2 separate regions of the Ovis aries genome follow, and region 2 is linked to region 1. The links are chromatin contacts, called in public Hi-C maps. All regions are on one chromosome and are shown on one strand. Each heading gives the region's core, a stretch centred on a gene start, on an enhancer-like site or on the middle of the called end of the contact. The rest is flanking DNA. Distances are from core to core; before and after follow the strand shown.

Evidence for each region. A called contact is a pair of places that touch in the nucleus more often than the background predicts.
Region 2: a contact with region 1 is called in a Hi-C map of muscle, with 9 times the contacts expected there. The contact joins the promoter of PDS5A here to the promoter of UBE2K in region 1. A contact is called at or near these places in 14 of 16 Hi-C or Micro-C datasets (blood, hypothalamus, liver and 7 more).

The regions. Positions count from the first base shown.
Region 1 is chr6:59,504,716-59,508,126 of ARS-UI_Ramb_v3.0, reverse strand. UBE2K (ubiquitin conjugating enzyme E2 K) reads right to left here and starts at 1,434. Exons shown (of 7, transcript XM_060416984.1): 1 at 1,271-1,434. LOC132659944 (a long non-coding RNA gene) reads left to right here and starts at 1,580. Exons shown (of 3, transcript XR_009601029.1): 1 at 1,580-1,947.
Region 2 is chr6:59,740,943-59,744,629 of ARS-UI_Ramb_v3.0, reverse strand. PDS5A (PDS5 cohesin associated factor A) reads left to right here and starts at 1,914. Exons shown (of 33, transcript XM_015096447.3): 1 at 1,914-2,108; 2 at 2,964-3,141. The coding sequence starts at 3,004. It overlaps LOC101110238 (ATP-dependent RNA helicase DHX29-like), which reads right to left and starts at 2,683. Exons shown (of 6, transcript XM_042251084.2): 1 at 2,651-2,683; 2 at 1,916-2,524; 3 at 1,497-1,872. The coding sequence starts at 2,683.

The DNA.
Region 1 (3,411 bases), core at 185-2,684:
AACAAACTAGCATTCCTGTTGATTATGGGTGTGAAAAATGTACTATACTTTCATAATTTTGAGTCAAATTACCGAAACATTTAAAATATATTAACAAATGTGGCCAATATCAGCGTACCTAAAATTTCTACAGGACTGAAGAGTAGTAGCTTGAGACAAAAATTTTTCATCATTTCAGATATATGTTGGAATAAACCTACTTAATAAAGAAACATAACAATGTATTAATCCGAAATCTCATGTTTTTAAGTAGGACACTTTTTCAAAAGTAAGAACTAACTATGGGGACATCATAATGAAGTTTCATGGCACAAATGGCACAACACAACAGTGTCACAGAGGCATTGTCTTAGGACAGACTCTCTCATCTATAACTTGTAAACAGTATTTTGAAATAAGCTACTCATACACTCCACTATTTTTTCCTTATCTTAGCTAAAAATATTTAAACGTATTTAATATACCGAACGTGCCTTTACCTAGTCAAAAAGCTTCAGATGTCAATCGAAAAAGACGCCTAGAATGTCGGAGTAAGTGGAAATGAGATAATAGTCTAATACGGAATTAATTTTCTATCTCTGGTGAAAATTCCCTTATCGCCCACTCAAATAAGCTAGTACCCCATTATGTCTTCTCTTTTCTCCCAACACCCAACCGAGAGGGAGTTAACTCCGAACATCCTTCTCTCATCAATCACTCCTTCGGTAAGGAAAGGAGGGTGGCAGCCAGACCGGCCATAACCCAGAATACCCTGAAAAGTGTGGGCCTTTGAGCGACGCGGCTCTCCGGATCCAGTTACCACCTTTCCCCTTCCCCCAACCCACTTCCCGGGTTTTCTCAGGCTCGGCCTGCTACCTCCCCACCCTACAGCCACACTTCCAGCTGTTGCCACTGCCGTGGGGCGCTCTCTAGAGCTCACACCCGACGATAAGCGCCCTTTCTCCATCTGCCCCTTAAACCTTATTCCTCCCCAGACCCCCCGCCCGCGAGACCGTCCATCCCAGGGCCCGGGGAGGGGAGGGGAAGGCGGCGGAAGGAGGGGGGAGACTGCTGCTTCCCCACAGGCAGAAGGGCGGCCGCAAAGAAGGCCAACCGGGGGTTACCAGGGATATTGGGATTGCCACCGGAAGGGCCCTCCCGCCCTGGGCTGATGTGGGGGACGTCCGGGAGTTCATTTCTGACCTCCTCGCTCTTCAGCACCTCCTTGAACTCCCGCTTGATTCGCTGCACCGCGATGTTGGCCATGTCTCCGCCCGCAGCTGATTCGTACCCGCCTCCTCCGCCACCGCTACGACCACCGCCACCGCCGCCACCTCTTCCTCCACCGCCTCCTCCCCCGGCGATTCACACCCGAGCACACGAACGCTGCCACTGCCACCCCGGCCGCCGCACTATCTTCAGTGTGGAATCACCTCCGCGCCCGGCCACCAAAATGGCGCCGGGTCCGCGCATGCGCACGACGCTGACCCGGCCCGGCGGCGCAGCCGCTCCCGTTGTAGCCCCATACGCCTTAGCCGCGAACCTGCGCCGCGCTGTGCGGCGCGTCTCTGCCTGAGCTGCGGCCGCGTGGCTCCGCCCTGTCGGCGTCTGGAGCCAGGAGGGTGCGGCTTCCGCGCGGGCCAGGGCTTCCCGGGCCTCACGGGTCGTCTCCGGCGCCTCCGCCCCTGTATGAACGTAGGTGGTACGGTGGAGGCTTCCAGACCTTCGCCTCTAGCCGAAGGTTCGAGTCCAACCTGACGGGTTCACGCGGCCCCTCTAAGCTTGGAGCGCCGCCCTGACTCAGCCAGACCACGGGCTTAATGTATCCGGCTGTGTCTAGTGTCGGAAAACACTGTCCGGGAACTCGGTCTGGCCCATTTTCTGTTGGTTCTGAAAAGCCACTGCGGTTCGTTTTTGTCCTGCAGCCGTTACAGTTCTATTACTGCAGTCATCCCAGGATCTTTCCAGGTACAACAAATCATTAAATTAAGTATGGTCATTGTTGTATCTCAGTTGTAATTGAGACCGGGTCTCAGTGGAGATGCCTGAGATGAGTTTAGAAGCCAGATGTTGATCTTTGGCCTACTTAGATAATAACAAGCCGTGGAACTAAAACCATAGCTTTAAAACTTGAATGTACATCAGGATCCCTGGAGAGCTTAAGAAAAAACAAAAGAGTGTAAGGTGGGCCTAATTTGCATTTTTAGCAAGTTCCCAGGTGCTGCTGGTTCAGAGACCACAGTATGAAAACCACTGAACTAAGATATGTTCAGTAACTGAATATATAGGGAAAACTGGAGAAACCTATCCCTCTTGGGGGGGAAGGGCAGCTTTACTTCTGTAAGCCTAGAGTAACAGTGGCTAGTGCTAGTAGGCACTCAATGAATATTGAATGAATAAATGAGTAAAGAGTAAATGTTTTAAGTGAGAAGTAAATTTGAAAGGCAATTGAAAAGTGGTTTAGGGCTTCCAGTAATATGGTTTTGATACTAAGGGATGCTTTGAGTAGAAAACATTTTGTAATAAATATTTATTTAGAAGTTTATATTTCATGCATTTCTTTCACCTAACTAATCAGTAAAGCATCCTGTTAGGAAAATATCACGAATACACCGTCTTAGCAAAAATTACCAAAATTGTGGCAGTAAAAAAAAATAAGCCCCTGGGTATGAGTCATTCAGTGGAGGCACATGGCAAGAAAAGAATTTCTTGAACTGCCGCAGGAACCAAGAGGGGATTTTAAATTCCAGCCCCCTTCCATACCAGCTCTCTCTCTTCAACCTTGGTTTCCTCTTCTGCAAGATAAGGAAGCTGGATGAGATGATCTCCTCCAAGTTTTAAGAGTTTAGAATTCTAAAGCATCTGGAAACATTCCCCTAAACGGAAGAACTATAAAAACCCTTCCAGCAGAGCCCCCTAGTGGTCCTAAGGCGAACCAACTATACATGTGGGCCATGGCACAATAAAATGGTATAATGTATAAGTGTTGCAATGCTATGTGTATTTGTGCCAGTACATTAAAAATAATTACTTCAATGTGTGAAAAAACTTTTTGAATACTTTACCTTTATCACTTTAATTCAGTCCCCAATATTAATCTTGGCGCTTCAAAGAAATTTAAAACACTCAAATCACAGGGGAACTAATTAGAAGGGTATGCTAATTTCTTTGGGGAAGAGAAGTTTGGTCATTTTTAAATGCACATAATCACTGGCCCTGAAATTCCACTTTCACTCCATTTTTACAGTCCTTCCTATTAACAGAATATGAGGCGACTGCCAATTAACTGACGAGGCAATCCTCAAAATACGTTTTAGGGAGAAAAAGAACACTATGCTGAAAGTGATGTGGTATCCTGGATTGGACCCTGGAACCAAAAGGACATAACTAGTGAGATCTGAAAAAATTTTGTAATTTAGTTAATAGTGTGAC
Region 2 (3,687 bases), core at 665-3,164, 240 kb before region 1:
AAATAGATGGGGAAACAGTGGAAACAGTATCAGACTTTATTTTCTTGGGCTCCAAAATCACTGCAGATGGTGATTGCAGCCATGAAATTAAAAGACACTTACTCCTTGGAAAGGAAGTTATGACCAACCTAGATAGCATATTCAAAAGCAGAGACATTACATGGCCAACAAAGGTCCATCTAGTCAAGGCTATGGTTTTTCCTGTGATCATGTATGCATGTGAGAGTTGGACTGTGAAGAAAGCTGAATACCAAAGAATTGATGCTTTTGAACTGTGGTGTTGGGGAAGACTCTTGAAAGTCGCTTGGAGTGCAAGGAAATTCAACTAGTCCATCCTAAAGGAGATCAGTCCTGGGTGTTCATTGGAAGGACTAATGCTGAAACTGAAACTCCAATACTTTGGTCACCTCATGCAAAGAGTTGACTCACTGGGAAAGACCCTGATGCTGGGAGGGACTTGGGGGCAGGAGGAGGGGAGACGACAGAGGATGAGATGGCTGGATGGCATCTCCGACTGGATGGACATGAGTTTGGGTAAACTCCGGGAGCTGGTGATGGACAGGGAGGCCTGGCGTGCTGCAATTCACGGGGTCGCAGAGTGGGACACGACTGAGCGACTGAACAGAACTGAACTGAACTAGCAAATCAGCAACTGCGGTGTATTAGATTCTGAGATAATTGCTTCCTTTTATATTACTTGAAAAACAATTCAGTGAGGGCAGCACCTATAATATTTTTAAGATCAAATAAAGGATGTGGAAAAGACCAATTAACATCCATCAAGAATAATTTAAATAATCAGATATCATTTTAAAGTACAGTAGCGATCAGTTTCAAGAACTGAAGACTATTTCAAATTATTTTCTCTTTCTAACTTCATCTTTGGAAATTATATATGTGCTCCAGAGGTTCATTTGCTTCAGTTTTTTATTTTAAACTGCTCAAACACCACTACACTGAGTTTTCCTTTGGCTGAAAGAAAAAGCTATCCTTTGGTATATTAAAAAAATTTTTAATGAGTTACTCCATATTCATAAGACTTAGCTTTCCAATTTGTAAACATGCTTATTTCTGAATTCCAGTCTCAGAAATCCTGATTGGGAGTGCAGTCCAGGAAATTTCTTCTATTCTTTGAGAACTACTCGACTCAGTGCAATTTACATATTTTGCAGTTTTCAAAATATTAATTTTAGAGATCTAAAGAGGAGAGGGCAAACTCTGGTGGCTGTCAAAAGAAACAAGAATGAGAAGCACACGTTGTGCCATGTTGCAAAACTTTTCCTCAGGTTGCAGATCTTCTGTCCCTAGGGAGGTTCATTATCACCGAGTAATTAACCATTTTTCAACCATTTCCATCCACGTCGTTTAGGATGAATCCCAAAAGTCAAGAACTCAACTCCGCGGCAAACGGTAATAAACTCCGTTCATCCAACTTGGCCCCAAAAGGCCGTGGGCGCCGGGTCGCTTCCCGCCAGCCAGGCTCCTCCTCTGCTCGCCTTTTGGGTCCGGTCCTCTCGAAGGCGCTCGGTGCGGCAGGTGTTGGCGCCAACCGGGTGGCGGCGCTGTTTGCCCCGCGCGCCGCCGCTTGAGGCCCGAGGGAGGCGGAGGCAAGGCCGGCGGAGGAAGGGGCGGGAGCGAGGCGCGCTCCCTGCTCTCGCGTGCTCTCGCACCGCTCGCGTGACCCGTCGGTGTGTGCGAGAGGCGCCGGCTGCCGGGAGTACGGACGGCCGCGCGCGCGCCGCTGCTAGGGGCGTCCGGGTCCGGGTCGGCGGACCCGGCCGGCGCGAGGTGCTGGCGGGCGGGCAGCCGGGGTCCGGGGCGGACACACGCGCACACGCTCCCGGAGGAGGCTTCTCCGAGGCTGCTTTTCCTCTGCCAGACGGAGAGCGGCAGTGTCTCCCCGCCCAGCTCTCACTCGCCCCGCGTCTCCCCCCGCGGCGACTGCTCCTCCTCGGCACCGCCAGCCCCAGCGCCGCTCCGGGGCGGGCGGCGGCGGCGGCGGGACCCGCGGAGCCGCTTTGTGTGCAGCCCGGAGAGGGGCGGCGGCTCCGCAACCACCTGACAGAGGCCCGGGCGCTCGATGCACCTTCCGCCCGCATGAGGAGGAGGTAAAGGCGGCGGCGGCTCGGCTCCCGCCCTCGGCTGGGGAGGGAGGGGACGGAAGGGGAGACCGGAGAGGGGGGGCGCAGGACTGAGGCCCGGCGGGGCTGCCTGGAGGTGCCGATAAGGCCTCGGCGGCACCGGACTGCGCCGAGTGGCCGGGGGCGAGAGAAGCCTTCGCGGTCCCTGAGCCGAAGTTGAAGGAACAAAATGTGAAGTGCGGAGCCGCGTCAGCCGCTTCCTGGCTTGGGGTTCGGGGTGGAGGGCAGCTTGTTTTCCCCTCCCGCGGGGTGAGGGACCGGGACACGGGAGGGGCGGGAGCGTGGCGGGGCCACCTGGGGTCCCGAAGCTTTGCCCGGCAAGGGCGTAGGTTCCCAGGAGCCGCCGCTGCGTGTAGGTCCCGTTGGGTCCCTAGTTTTGCGGCCTAAGCCGAGCCCTATAGGCCTCGCGTCTCCTTTCCCGGAGGGGACCGGCCGGGTGGGGATTCGAGGCTTCTCTCTGACCGAACCGGGGCCTTAGGGGGCTCGCTGGGCTCTCAAAGCCTCCAAACTTCGGACCTCGGTGCTTGGGGGTGGGATTTCATTGTGAAAGGAGGAATGGGAAACTCCTGGCTCTGCTCGGCGCTTCCCGCGGCCGCCGGTGCCGGGGAGCCCCGAGGGCCCGAGGTTGGCGGGGCCCGCGTGGGTGGGGGCGGCGAGGCGGCCACCAGGATCCAAGCCCCGGGAACGAGTGGGTAGGGGGGCCGCCGCCGAGCCCCGGGCCTCCCTGGAGAAAGGACCCTTTGCAGATTAGGATTTTTGAAATGAAAAAAGAGGTTACAAAGTCGCCCCTTTCCCGCTGAACTTTTGTTTTCTGACCGATAGAGGCCGGTAGAGGACTGTGAAAGAAAAGTTGTCCCCCAGGATGGACTTCACCGCGCAGCCCAAGCCTGCCACTGCCCTCTGTGGCGTCGTGAGTGCCGACGGGAAGATCGCTTACCCTCCGGGGGTAAAGGAGATCACCGACAAGATCACCACGGACGAAATGATCAAACGACTGAAGGTAAGTTTCTCTGGACAGAATATTCTCACTTCAGACGTTTGTGGTAGGAGGTGCTCTCTCCTGTGGTATTACTGCTCTGCTAGGCCTGGCCTTAAGTTTCACCTACCAGGTGTTGTTTTTTTTTTAAAGATATTTTATGTCTTTTCTTTTACCCCCTCTGAAAGGTATTGTTCTGTCTTGGCTGTATCTTTGACTAGTAATCTCTGTTAAGGCCATAATCATTATGGGAAATTAAAAGGGTATCTATGTGATATTTTTTAATTTTACTGTTTTTTTTTTTCCTCTAAGTATAAAAATTCGAATATTTTTAAGGTTTTTTTTGTCTAGAAATATTTTTGAGAATACTATTCAAAGTAGCTTGCAGATTTAAAGGTAGGCAATAATTTGCCTAGGAAGATTTTCATCAGCTTCTAGGAGACTGATTTAAGTGCAAAATGCATTTTAAAAATTATCACAACTTTCTAATATCCAAAAACTTAAATATGTAAGTAGTATGATTAAACTTTAACAGAAAGTACTGACTTTTCAAAAAGGCTTGAAGTAGAG